2 separate regions of the Sus scrofa genome follow, and region 2 is linked to region 1. A link is a contact called in public HiChIP or PLAC-seq data. All regions are on one chromosome and are shown on one strand. Each heading gives the region's core, a stretch centred on a gene start, on an enhancer-like site or on the middle of the called end of the contact. The rest is flanking DNA. Distances are from core to core; before and after follow the strand shown.

Region 1 (6,617 bases), core at 2,686-5,185:
GTTTGGCTCTCCACTGTGCAGGGGCAGGCAGGAAATATGTGCAAAGCTTGGTTTATTCAGCATTGATTTTTTTCTTATGACAAAGGGATAAGGGCTGGGGAGTTGAGAATGTATGAAAGGGAAAGATGAGAAAGATGAGTAAGGAAGTCAGGGCATAGGATAAAGGACAAAGCAAATAAAATGAGAAGAATTACTGGAGTCAAAGTAAGAACACCTTTAAGGACTAATACCAGGGTTAGAGGAAATGTGTGGGAAGCATTTAGCATGTCACCCCGTATGCATTTAGCACTCTGTGAGTAACAGCTGCTTTCATTTGTTATAACCTGAAATTCCTCAGAAGGTAGGTAATGGCACACTAATCTCATGTGGTTATTTGTTTTTTTCAATCACTATTCTAGAAATTGTGACTGGCACAGTACAAAAGACAGAGTCCCTGGCCTCATGGAGCTTACATTTTAGGGGCTGATATGAAAATTAATGATAAATGGGGAAGTTCCCGTTGTGGCTCAGTGGAAATGAATTCGACTAGTATCCATGAGGATGTGGGTTTAATCCCTGGCCTTGCCATGAGCTGTGGTGTAGGCTGCAGATGTGGCTCAGATCCTGCATTGCTGTGGCTCTGGCACAGGCCAGCAGCTGTAGCTCTGATTCGATCCCTAGCCTGGGAACTTCCATATGCCACAGATGCAGCCCTAAAAAGCAAATAATAACAATAACAATAATAATAATAATAAAGGGGTAAGTATGTCATGGTGCCCTGCACATTGTAGGTCCTCAATAAATATGTTAACTACCTTCTTTGGCTCCAGCCTCTCCATTTTCTTCCCTTTATTATGAACACCATTAGAAATATTCTTTATTCATTTTATTTCTCTGCTCAAAAACCTACTTTGGTTTCCTACTATAATATCTAAACCAGTAGTCTCCAAATATATTTGCTTGCACACTGCTTTTAAGTATTTATGTGGAGTTCCTGTTGAGGCTCAGTGGAAACAAACCTGACTAGCATTGATGAAGATGCAGGTTTGATCCCTGGCCTTGCTCAGTGGGTTAAGGATCTGGCATGGCCGTGAGCTGTGGTGTAGCTCACAGATGTGGCTTGGATCTGGCGTTGCTGTGGCTCTGGCGTAGGCTGGCAGCTGTAGCTCTGACTCAACCCCTAGCCTGGAAACCTCCACATGTCCCAAGAGCGGCCATAAAAAAATAATAATAATAAAAAATAAAGTATTTATGTGTATATCACACATGTTGTATGTAGTACCAATACGTTATACACATTATGCAACACACATTAAAGCACTTAGAACAGTGTTTGGTATATAGTTTGAATGATGTGTTAGCTACTATTACCGTTAAAGAAAACTCTTTTTTTTCCCCTCTTTAAGTTCTGGTATTGCATTTTTTTTTTTTTTTTTTTTTTTTTTTTTTTTGGTCTTTTTGCCTTTCTCTAGGGCCACAAGCTCGGCATATGGAGGTTCCCAGGCTAGGGATCTAATCAGAGCTGTAGCTGCCGGCCTATGCCAGAGCAATGCGGGATGCGAGCCTCGTCTGCAACCTATACCACAGCTCACGGCAACGTTGGATCCTTAACCCACTGGACAAGGCCAGGGATCAAATCCCAAACCTCATGATTCCTAGTCAGATTCGTTAACCACTGAGCCACGATGGGAACTCCTGATATTTATTGTATTTTTATATACGGTCAGTTCCTCTTGCAAATCCCACTTGGAAGACCACTGGTCTAAACTCTGAGTGGTTTTCAAACGCCTCCATTATTTGATCTCATTTAACATATTCAACCTCCTTTCCTACTATTCCAGACCTTTAGGCAGCCATATCGCTGCCTCCTACGTACTTCCTGCCTCCATTCTCATCCCCAAGTGCCAGGAAAACGTTCAGCCTCTAGGACTTTCCAGAAGATAGCAACGCTAAAAAAAATCAGTGGAACTGCTGCAATTCTCCACAGGTCTTCTGATTGTCCCTCTGTACTTGAAAGGATCTAACTTTCCCTTTTCCGATTTCCTATGGTAATTGATAGTCTCTCCACATTTCACTACATATGTTTCACACAGTTCTGTTCTGTAGTGTTCTGATTATGTTACACACAAGACTTGCCTCTTCAGAGTTTACTCCAAAGTTTACTTTACCAGAGACAATAAAGCAGAGGAGTAAAGAGCACAAGCTACAGTATCCATTAAAAAAAAAAAAAAAAAAAAAAAAACTTATGAAAACATCTAGAACTGTGATTAGCAGATGTAGGTCTTCGATAAATAGCAGTTAGCACCATTCACAACCTACATTATGTGATGTCAATGCAAGAGTTTAACAAGAACCAGCAAATGTCTTTGCAAAGAAGTCAGGACTACAAAACCGTCCCTTATAAAGGATGTGCACCAATCACCTTCCCAGGTGCACAGAGGAGCTCTGCCCAAGATGGAAAACAGCACAGAATTCTCCAGATATCCCTTTCACCTCAGCCTGAACATTAGAACTACCTGTGGAGCTTTTTAAAATTTAAGGTGCAGGAAGTCAGCCTCAAAAATTCTGATTCTATAGCTCCTCAATGAGCCCCCATTTATATTTGTTACAAAGCTTTGAGAATGATTCTGACATGCACCTGATTTTGAAAGCAAATGATACTCTATAATAAATAAAATACACCACAGAAAAATGCAATTTTTGGAGGTGGGGGGGCATGTTTGTGAAGGAGGGTGAAAGAAGGATGATGAAGTCTAACTGCATTTCCAATTTCTTTGCGTTTATAGCCTCTCTCTCTCTTTTCCTCCTTTTTAGGGCCACAACTGTAGCATATGGAAATTTCACAGCATATGGACATTTCCTGGCTAGCTGCAGCTGCCAGCCTATACCACCGCCACAGCAACTGCGGGATCCAAACCAAGTCTGCAACCTACACCACAGCTCACAGCAGTGTTGGATCCTTAACTCATAACCCACTGATCAGGGACAGGGATCGAACCCACTTCCTCATGGATACTAGTCGAGTTCCCTAAGTTTAGCCACAAGGGGAACTACTTTTTATAGCCTCTCTTAAAGAATGTAAGGATTAACTGTTTTCAATTTGAGAACCATAGCAGATTAAATCAGAATATTAGGAAAAATAAACTACACTTAGACAAATCCTAAAATATTCCTTTATATTCTTTTTCTGTTTCTTTCCCACCAATCTCCTGGTTTTTCTCTTTCCGTGCATCTCTTACACCCCCAGGCCCCAACGCCTCCACAAAGCACTCTGTACATCTGTAGAGATGCTTTTGAATTAGAAAAGTGCTTTTATAAATACTACTTCATTGAATCTCCTCAGAAATCCCCGACTTTATGGTGTTATCATCTTTAGGGTGATACGCAGAATCTGAAGTTGAGACCAAAGAGGGGATTGCACAAGATCATAAAGTCAATCCATGAAGAACCTTTTCTCCACTATCCCTTTTCCCGTCCTTTTCAGGTTCCTTCCCCGCGCCCCCAATACTTATTGCCCCAAGCCCTTACAACCCTATCAAAAATCTGAGTCTCTCGATCTTTTACACAAGACCCCCACTTGTTCTCCTTCCTTTCGCGTTCTTCACGTTCTCTCAGCGAAGAGCCTTCCCAAGGGCACAATTTAATATGTGAACCAGGGAGAGAGGAGAGGAAAGGAGAAACTGGACAGAGGTAGCTCCGGATCTAGAAAAGCCAGGGTGCCCAGAGAGTCAGCGCGACCGCTGCAGCAAGGCGCCGCTCCTAAAACTTTAGATCTGCCCCTCGGAATGCCTATGCGGGCCGCTGTTCCCTGTGACACTTACGTGACATTGGCACGGCCCGGACAACCCGGGGGTGAACGGCCGCCGCCATCTTCTCCCACAATCCACCCCGCCGGCTCTCAGCCGACTACGGATACTAAGCTGAGTCAAAAGTCATTTTTCTCGGCCGTCTGCGCAGGCGCCAATTGGGAACGGAAGGGGCGGGTCAGAGGTTGGAGAAGGGTAGGAGAGAGGCCCGGAGGAAAGTCGGAGGGCTAGCGAAAGGGGCTGGGACAACCGGAAGGAGACGGGGAAGAGAGGAAGTAGGAAGAGAAGAGTCCCGGTGTCGAAATCCCAGCTACAGAGCGGATTGTAAAGATAACTTCTTATTGTCAAGAAACCTGAAGTTCAGGGTGAACCAGTGACTGGCTGAGAGCCAAGATGGCAGCATCGCGCTGGAGGGGTTCACCTCCCCGGACTCTCAGGCCATTGTTTCCTGAGATTGTCGGATGCGGCGGCTCCAGTGAGGCAGGGATGGAGAAGGCGTGGCCCCTGCGCTCTGGAAGCTTCTTTAAGGAGAAAGCTAAGGCTAAGGGCAGGGACGCGGAGATAAAAAGTGAGGACAGGGACTGGATGTGAGAAAGGATGCGTTCGTCGAACTCGCCGAGCAGGTTCTGTCCTGGAAGCCTTTGCTTTTGCTGTTCCTGCTTCCTGGCGTGCTCACCAGCTCAAGTTTCTGCTTGTGGGAGACCTCGGAGACCGATGTCTTATGTCATTCCGTATGTCCTTTAATTAACTCTGGCTTATCAAAGCCCTTATCTCACCACCTGACGTGAATCCAGAGATTCTTAAACTTGGAGTACTCAGAGGTGGGCTTTGGGAAGTCCGTGAACCTCCTTAAATGTCATGTGAAATTTAGTGGTCAGATATACACCTGCACATTTTTCTAGGAAGAAACTAAAGACGGCTTTCTCTAGCGCAATGGTTTATAATTTTTCTTTAATTGTGGGTCCCTTTGAGACCCTGCATTGTTCCAGAAAGTATCTAGAGCTTGTGGAAACCCCAGAAAGATAAGATAAATACTCGCATTTTAAAATACTTCCTTCAGGGCAACCCTCAAGATCCCCTGAGTAGGAACAGCGACCTGCAGCCTGTCCTGAGACATCTATCTTGGGTTTATCAGAAAAACAAATTAGTTTGGGGGAATCTTTTTAGACTCGATCATTTCTTTAGTGTTTTGTTTTTTCAGGAAGAAGGAAGTGTACGTTGCTGGGGATGGACAGTACGCCTGCAGTGAGTAGAAGTGGCCTGTTACTAGACTTCTAAGATTGATTGTTCTCACTCTGCCCCACCCCCACCGTTTACTGAAGTGTCATCTACCAAAGTGAATTGGAAGAAGAAAAAAACTCTTGAAGAAATTGTATCAGAGAGTTTTACTAATGTTGCACTTTCCTATTTTTTGGCCTCATCTTTTGTTCACTGAGTGCTCACATTTTGCTAATATTTGATTCTGGAGTCAACGTAAATAAAAACTCACTTTCCTGGTTATGATAAATTGACAAATCCCATTATCATCGGCAACTTTTTTTTTTTCTCCTTTGGCTGCACCCATGGCACGTGTAAGTTCCCATGCCAGGGATTGAACCTATGTTGGATCCTTAATCCAGTGCGCCACAAGGGAACTTCCATCAGCAGCATTCTAAAACCTGTATAATATTGCCAGTTATGTTAGGTTTTATCTTCAAGTCAGACAGCACCTCCTGTTAATATTAGTTTCAAGGTGGCATGATAGCATTGAAAGAGGTACTCAGAATGTTTGATCCCAGTCCTAGTCTACCAGGTATTAGTTGTGAGCTGGGTAAGGATCAGATGACATGAATGTGAAGGCGCTTTGTCAGCTGCGAAGTGTTGTACGTGTGTTCATGCAGTTATATTCACATACCACTGAATTATCAAAATCACAAGATGTTAGGACTAAAAGGGACCTTAAGAGATCAATAAACCCAGCTTCTTTATTTTAAACATGAAGAAACTGAAATGGAATATAAAAAACCATTTGAAGGATGCTTATAATAAACTAGTCACATTTGAATTCATTAGTGATTTTAATCTTTGTCTCATAACCTTGTTCAGAGAGTCATTAAGAGTACCTAAGGTGACAATGCAAAGAGATTGCATTACTAGTAAATTCTCAAGCCTAGAATTTGCCAACCCAATGCCTCTGGGTCTCCGCTCCATTTCCCAGTACTGTTCCTTAGGTCGAGAATTGCAAAGCATGGATTAGGGCTACTCTGAGATTTATTATAACACAGAGATGGTCAGTTTAAGTAAAACATCTCAAAATTTGTATTTTTATGAAAGGTAAGATGCCTAAATTAGAAAGAGTCCAGGCTGGATCACCCAAAATGGGCGATCCCTTGAGCTTTGCATAAAAAACTTAGTAGACTCAGTTCTTGGATTTCTTACTCTCTGCACCCATCTGGTTTTGTTAACACATAATACTTTGTTGTTTTAAGAGGACTCCATTGACGTAATTTCCCCCTCCCATATTCCCTACCAAAATTAGACATCCAAATGGGAAAATTAATCCAGAGAATGCAAGCCCAGTCCTTCCATACTGAGCATCAGAGGTTTGGAGTGTATCATCACTCCTCCCCTTGTCCTTTGAGCCTCCCCACTGTTGCTATAGAGACAGTGATATCACCGGTTGTGATTCTGATGTCACTCTCCAGTCCCAACAAGGGGGAGGTGCATGGAAGGCTGGGGGAGGAAACAAGATCTTGAGCTGAGCACAAACATCCCAGCATCTTCATTGACTTGAAAAGTATATTCTGGAATCTTCTGTGGTTCACGATTCCAGTGCTACGGAGGTAGGAAATC
Region 2 (6,573 bases), core at 1,804-4,303, 110 kb after region 1:
TTCCCTGTGCCCCTTCTGGTCATCCCCTCCTCCACTCACTCTCTACCAGCAGCCAGTGCACTATGTAAAACCCAAATTAGATTTCTCTCCCTTCCACTGACCTCCCACTGTGCTTAGAATAAAATCCAACCTCCTTTCTAAAGCCTTCAGGGCCCTACCTACTCTGGACCCTGTCTGTTTCTCTGATCTAACCCCCTATAACTGTCCCTGTTGCTGGCTAATGCCATAGCCTTAGGGATCTTCTTTCAGTCCCTCGAACATGGTCAAACTCAGGGCCTTGGCTCTTATTCCCTCTGCCTGGACTGCCCTGGACTTTGACTGCAGAGTTCCTTCTTATCACCCATATCTCAGCTGCTGCATTGTCTCCTGGGAAGGGCCTGTCCTAACTCCTCCACCACCGTCTGCTTTTGGATGTGTCCACAGCATGCAGAAATTCCCTGGCCAGGGATCAAATCCAAGCCACAGCAGTGACAACACAAAATCCTTAACTGCTAGGCCATCAGGGAACTAGGGAACTCCCTAACTACCCTATTTAAAGTAGGGGTCATGGAGTTCCCGTCGTGGCTCAGTGGTTAAGGAATCCGACTAGGAACCATGAGGTTGAGGGTTCGGTCCCTGCCCTTGCTCAGTGGGTTAACGACCCGGCGTTGCCGTGAGCTGTGGTGTAGGTCGCAGACGTGGCTCGGATCCCGCGTTGCTGTGGCTCTGGCGTAGGCCGGCGGCTACAGCTCCGATTCGACCCCTAGCCTGGGAATCTCTATATGCCGCAGGAGCAGCCCAAGAAATGGCAAAAAGACACACACACACAATAAAGTCTACAAATAATAAATGCTGAAGAGGGTCTGGAGAAAAGGGAACCTTCCTACACTCTTGGTGGGAATGCAAATTGTAAGTTGGTGCAGCCATTATGGAAAATAGCATGGAGGTTCCTCACAAAACTAAATACAGAACTACTGTATGATCCTACAACCCTAGTCCTGGGCCTATCTTTGGAAAAAAACTAATTCTAAAAGATACATGCATCCCAATATTCATAACAGCACTATTTACAATAGCCAAGACATGGAAGCAACCTAAATGTCCATCAACAAATGATTGAAGGAGTTCCCGTAGTGGCACAGTGGTTAACAAATACGACTAGGAACCATGAGGTTGCGGGTTCGGTCCCTGCCCTTGCTCAGTGGGTTAATGATCTGGCGTTGCCGTGAGCTGTGGTGCAGGTTGCAGACGCGGCTCGGATCCTGCGTTGCTGTGGCTCTGGCGTAGGCTGGTGGCTACAGCTCCGATTGGACCCCTAGCCTGGGAACCTCCATATGCCACGGGAGCGGCCCAAGAAATAGCAACAACAACAACAACAACAAAAAAGACAAAAAGACAAAAAAACAAAAAACAAAAAAAAAACAAATGATTGAAGAAGATGTGGTATATACACACAATGGAATAGTACTCAGCCATAAAAAATATGAAATGTTATTTTCAGCAACATGGATGGACCTGGAGATTGTCATATTGAATGAAGCAGATCAGAAAGAGAAAGACATATTTGTCCTATCACTTATATGTGAAATCTAAAATATGACACAAATGAATGTATTTACAAGACAGAAGCAGACTCAGACATAGAAAACAAGTTTATTGTTACCAAAGGGGAAAGGAGGTGGGGAAGAGATAAATAAGGAGTTAGGGATTAACAGATGCAAACTATTATATATAGAATGGATAAACAACAAGGTCCTACTGCACAGGGAACTATATTCAACATTCCATAATAAACTATAGTAAAGAACATAAAAACAAATATATGAGATACATATCATATACATATATATAACTGAATCATTTTGCTGTACATCAGAAACAAAACATTATAAATTAGCCACATTTCAACAGAATTTTAACTAATTGAAGTAGGGCTTTCTTCCTTCTCACTCTGTCTCACGTTGTGATGTTTATTTTCAGTCCCCTAAACTCATCCCTTGACTAGAATGCAACCTCCAGCACCTAGCACAGTACAGAAGTAAATACATCCAAAACTACTAAATGAATAGCCGACCCTAAGTCGCCATGGCACTCGACTGTGGTTAAGGAGAGGAACAGTTTCAAAGAGTACATTTAATGGAAAACGCAGAGGAGCCGGCGCCAACTGACTTACTAGCTCTGTGACTCAGGTAACCTGGCTTTTATGCCTAGCGTAAAAATGATAAAATGGGGAGACCTAAACTTTCTATATCAAAGAAGTATAGAGATGAATAAATGAAGTAACACATAAGCAGGAGCTCGGTGAAACGCAGAGCAATGTAAGCAGGTCTTATTTGAACGAGATGGATAAAAGAAAGGGCAGTAACTGCCGAGGGAGGCAAGAGACGGAAACAGCCAGGATGATAGGGCCCTTCAGAGGAGTGGGAGGCTCTCACTGGGGGCTGGCGCGTCTCCCAGTGACTGTCCACCCCGCCCCGCCATCGCTATCCTGGTCCTCTGGCCTACTCCTCCATCCTGTGCAGCAGACGCGGCCTGCAGCGACCTCCCGCCCTTCCACCCCATCCCGCCCGGATACCACGAACTACTCACCTCGCAGGCCGCACCATGGTCTCCTCCAAGGTAGGAAATATGCACTTCTTAGACTCCTGCTGGCATCTGCCGCTGCAGTTCCAATTCCCGCCTAAAACCAAATCCACAGCGCTCCGCCCGGCCGTCAGCCCTCCAATCCTCACCGGCCATCCCGGTTGCCGCGCATGCGCTCTGAAAAGCGCGCGTTAGTTCACGCCCTCCCGAGGCACCGCCTTTCCGCATCCGGTTCACCAGAGTCGAGTTCTTGTTTCGCCACTGCACTTTCGTCACAACAGTGGCTTCAGCGTCGTCCCTCAAGTGTAAAATAACAGTAGAAATACACCTTCCTACACTTTTTAAATTATTACATTAAGGGCAGTATGGAACGACAGGACATATAGAGCCATAAATTTTCCATGGGATGCCAGGAAAGAGGAAAAGATTAAACGAATCTGCTGAAACGGATCTTCCAGCTGTGAAAAATCAGGCTGTAGTCAGCTGACCAATTCTGCGCCAAGGCTCATTGACAGCGAGAAGTGAGAGGACCGCTGGGGCCTGTAGGACTGGGAGAGGTGAGCCCGCGGCGGGAGCGAGGAAGGCACTTAAAACCGAAACCCTTTAACAGGGGGGCTGTTCCCCTCCCTCGGCTGGGGCTTCTCGCCGAGACAGTCTGCCCTCCCTTTCCTGGCTTATTTAAACCTCAGAACCTCCACTCAATTGGCGGAGTGAGTTTGGTCCGGCCCTTCTCACATTTGATTTCAGCTCTGTTAATAATAACAAATCGGGGAGAGGGAACTAAAGTATTAATTTGTTGAAACATAGTAAGCCTAAAGGTTGCACCAGTTGAAACCATAATTAATGGTTTTTGTTTACTGAAAATATTGACCCTAAACAAGATTAGACTATAAACCCGTTATTTCCGTAGTCTTCAATTCCGTGCAAGATGTTCCTTTGCCTGCATCATGTGTATTCAGTTAGCAGCTCGGGTTTTTTCTCTGATATATTCTTACAGCTTCTTTCTATTATTATTTATTACTTTTACTAGCTTCTAGTTATTTGTCATCTTATGTTTGTCAGATGCTTCGTATTTATTATTTGGTTAAGCCTAATGACGGTCCTACAAGTTAAAAGGCTTTCTGGGGCCTATCCATGCTGAGACGTGGCATGGGAAAAAGAGCAGTAAGAGTGCCCTAGGCATAGGAAAAGCGTTCTGAAAGGTAGGGAGTGGCAAGAGAGGTTCGGTATTGAAAAATTTTCAGTATAGGTTGAAAAGTAAAGTCTGAATTTGTGTTGCGAAGAGGAGGTGCAGGTGCTGAAAGAAGAGTCTGGAGTATAAGCAGAGGCAGAGTAAACTACGTTAAGGAGTTTGAATTGTATCCTAACAGCAATGGAGAGTCATAGACGGATTTAAAGCAGATGAGCAACATGTTCTGGTAGGCATTTTTAAAAGATTACTATATAAATTGTCTTTTTGTTTTCTTTTTGGTTTCCTTTGCTGTGCAAAAGCTTGTCAGTTTGATTAGGTCCCATTGGTTTATTTTATTTATTTATTTTGTCTTTTTGCCATTTCTTGGGCCGCTCCTGCAACATATGAAGGTTCCCAGGCTAGGGGCCTACGCCAGAGCCACAGCAGCACAGGATCCGAAACGCGTTTGCGACCTACACCACAGCTCACGGCAACGCCAGATTGTTAACCCACTGAGCAAGGGCAGGGATCGAACCTGCAACCTCATGGTTCCCAGTCAGATTCGTTAACCACTGCGCCACCACGGGAACTCCCCCATTGGTTTATTTTTGCTTTTATTTCTGTTGCTTTGGGAAACTAACCTGAGAAAATATTCATAAGGTTGATGTCAGAGAATGTTTTGCCTATGTTATCTTCCAGGAGTTTGATGGTGTCTTGTCTTATATTTAAGTCTTTCAGCCATTTTGAGTTTATTTTTGTGCAAGCCGTGAGGGTGTGTTCTAGTTTCATTGCTTTACATGCAGCTGTCCAGGTTTCCCAGCAATGCTTGCTGAATAGACTGTCTTTTTCCCATTTAATGTTCTTGCCTCCTTTGTCAAAGATTAACTGACCATAGGTGTCTGGGTTTCTTTCTGGGTTCTCTATTCTGTTCCACTGGTTTGTATGTCTGTTTTGATACCAGTACCACACTGCCTTGATGACTGTGGCTTTGTAATGTTGCCTGAAGTTTGGGAGATTTATGCTTCCTGCTTGGTTTTTGTTCCTCAGAATTGCTTTGGTGATTCTGGGTCTTTTGTGGTTCCATATAAATTTTGGGATTGTTTGTTCTAGTTCTGTGAAGTAAGTCAGAAAGAGAAAGACAAGTACTGTATGATATCACTTATATATGTAATCTAATATACGGCACAAATGAACCTTTCCACAGAAAAGAAAATCATGGACTTGGAGAATAGACTTGTGGTTGCCAGGAGGTTGGGGGGAGGGAGCGGGGTGGATTGGGAGTTTAGGGTTAATAGATGCAAGCTATTACCTTTGGAATGGATTAGCAATGAGATCCCGCTCTGTAGCGCTGGGAACTATGTCTAGTCACTTATCATGGAGCATGATAATGTGAGAAAATAGAATGTGTACATGTGTGTGTAACTGGGTCACCATGCTGTACAGTAGGAAAAAATTGTATTGGGGAAATAATTAAAAAATAAAATTATATTATGAACACACACAGATTTCTATGACTACAGTGTAGAGAATAGCGTTAGAACTGATTTGATGCGGGAAATGATTAGAGACAAGAGTCCAGTTAGGAAATTAATATATAAATCTTCAATTGATGTATTCTCTTTGACCAAATTTCCTTCTTTCCAAATAGTTTTCCAGTTTGCCTTGTGGGCTGCCCTGTTTCTGTGTATCTTCTTCCCATAGGGAAATCTTTCCAGCACCATCTCCCTTCCCTCCACTCTCAATAAGATCTCCTACCCACAGCATCTAAGATCTTCAAGATAACTTGTTGGTCCTCAGTCTGTTTCGTTGACTTGGCATTTACCAACTATTGCACGAACTATATCCGGCCACCATGCGTCTCTTCCTAAGAGTCCTCTACTCTTTCCATGTTCCTTACCTATTCTTGAGAACTCTGCCTGGGAAAGCTGAGTACTTTATGGGCATAATTTTTTCCTAAATTAAGTTTATTTATTTTTGACTGCACCCTCAGCATGTGGAACTTTCTAGGCCAGGAGTGGTGACCCAAGACGCTGCAGTGACAATGCTGGATCCTTTGCCACAAAAGACTCCTTAAATAGAGTTTAAAAGAAACTTCATTAAAAAAAAAAAGAAGAGGGAGTTCCCGTCGTGGCGCAGTGGTTAACGAATCTGACTAGGAACCATGAGGTTGCAGGGTCGATCCCTGCCCTTGCTCAGTGGGTTAACGATCCGGCGTTGCCGTGAGCTGTGGTGTAGGTCACAGACGCAGGTCGGATCCCGCGTTGCTGTGGCTCTGGTGTAGGCTGGCAGCTACAGCTCCGATTCGACCCCTAGCCTGGGAACCTCCATATGCCATGGGAGCGGCCCAAGAAATGGCAAAAAGACAAAAAAAAAAAAAAAAAAAAAAAAAAGAAGAGGAGTTCCCGTCTGGCACAGTGGTTAACGAATCCAACTAGGAACCATGAGGTTGCGGGTTCGATCCCTGCCCTGATCCCTGCCCTTGCTCAGTGGGTTGGGGATCTGGCGTTGCCGTGAGCTGTGGTGTAGGTTGCAGACGCGGCTCGGATCCCGCGTTGCTGTGGCTCTGGCATAGGCCAGTGGCTACAGCTCCGATTCGACCCCTAGCCTGGGAACCTCCATATGCCGCAGGAGCGGCCCAAGAAATGGCAAAAAGACACAAAAAAAAAAAAAAAGAAGAAGAAGAAGCACTTTGTTTTTTTCACAAAGGTGAAAATGCAGGGATAAACTAGAATAATTGCCTCAGAGTCACACAAACGAAGTTTCTGAGTGGGGGAACATTTTCTTAGAATTGATAGAGCAACAGTGAAACATTGTGGGTTTTTTGGTGGCCTTATAACCTA

The links. HiChIP or PLAC-seq counts read pairs in DNA pulled down with a chosen protein or histone mark.
Region 2: a contact with region 1 is called in an H3K27ac HiChIP or PLAC-seq map of alveolar macrophages. The contact joins the promoter of C5H12orf4 here to the promoter of NDUFA9 in region 1. A contact is called at or near these places in 1 of 5 promoter capture datasets (liver), 5 of 47 Hi-C or Micro-C datasets (epiblast stem cells, heart right ventricle, liver and 1 more) and 1 of 2 datasets of contacts at active chromatin or transcription factors (alveolar macrophages).

The regions. Positions count from the first base shown.
Region 1 is chr5:65,784,768-65,791,384 of Sscrofa11.1, forward strand. It overlaps NDUFA9 (NADH dehydrogenase [ubiquinone] 1 alpha subcomplex subunit 9, mitochondrial), which reads right to left and starts at 3,936. Exons shown (of 11, transcript XM_003126560.5): 1 at 3,801-3,936. The coding sequence starts at 3,849. It also overlaps a transcript of AKAP3 not described here.
Region 2 is chr5:65,894,472-65,901,044 of Sscrofa11.1, forward strand. It overlaps C5H12orf4 (chromosome 5 open reading frame, human C12orf4), which reads left to right and starts at 3,054. Exons shown (of 14, transcript NM_001243413.1): 1 at 3,054-3,119. RAD51AP1 (RAD51-associated protein 1) reads right to left here and starts at 2,739. Exons shown (of 9, transcript XM_001926380.4): 1 at 2,569-2,739. The coding sequence starts at 2,585.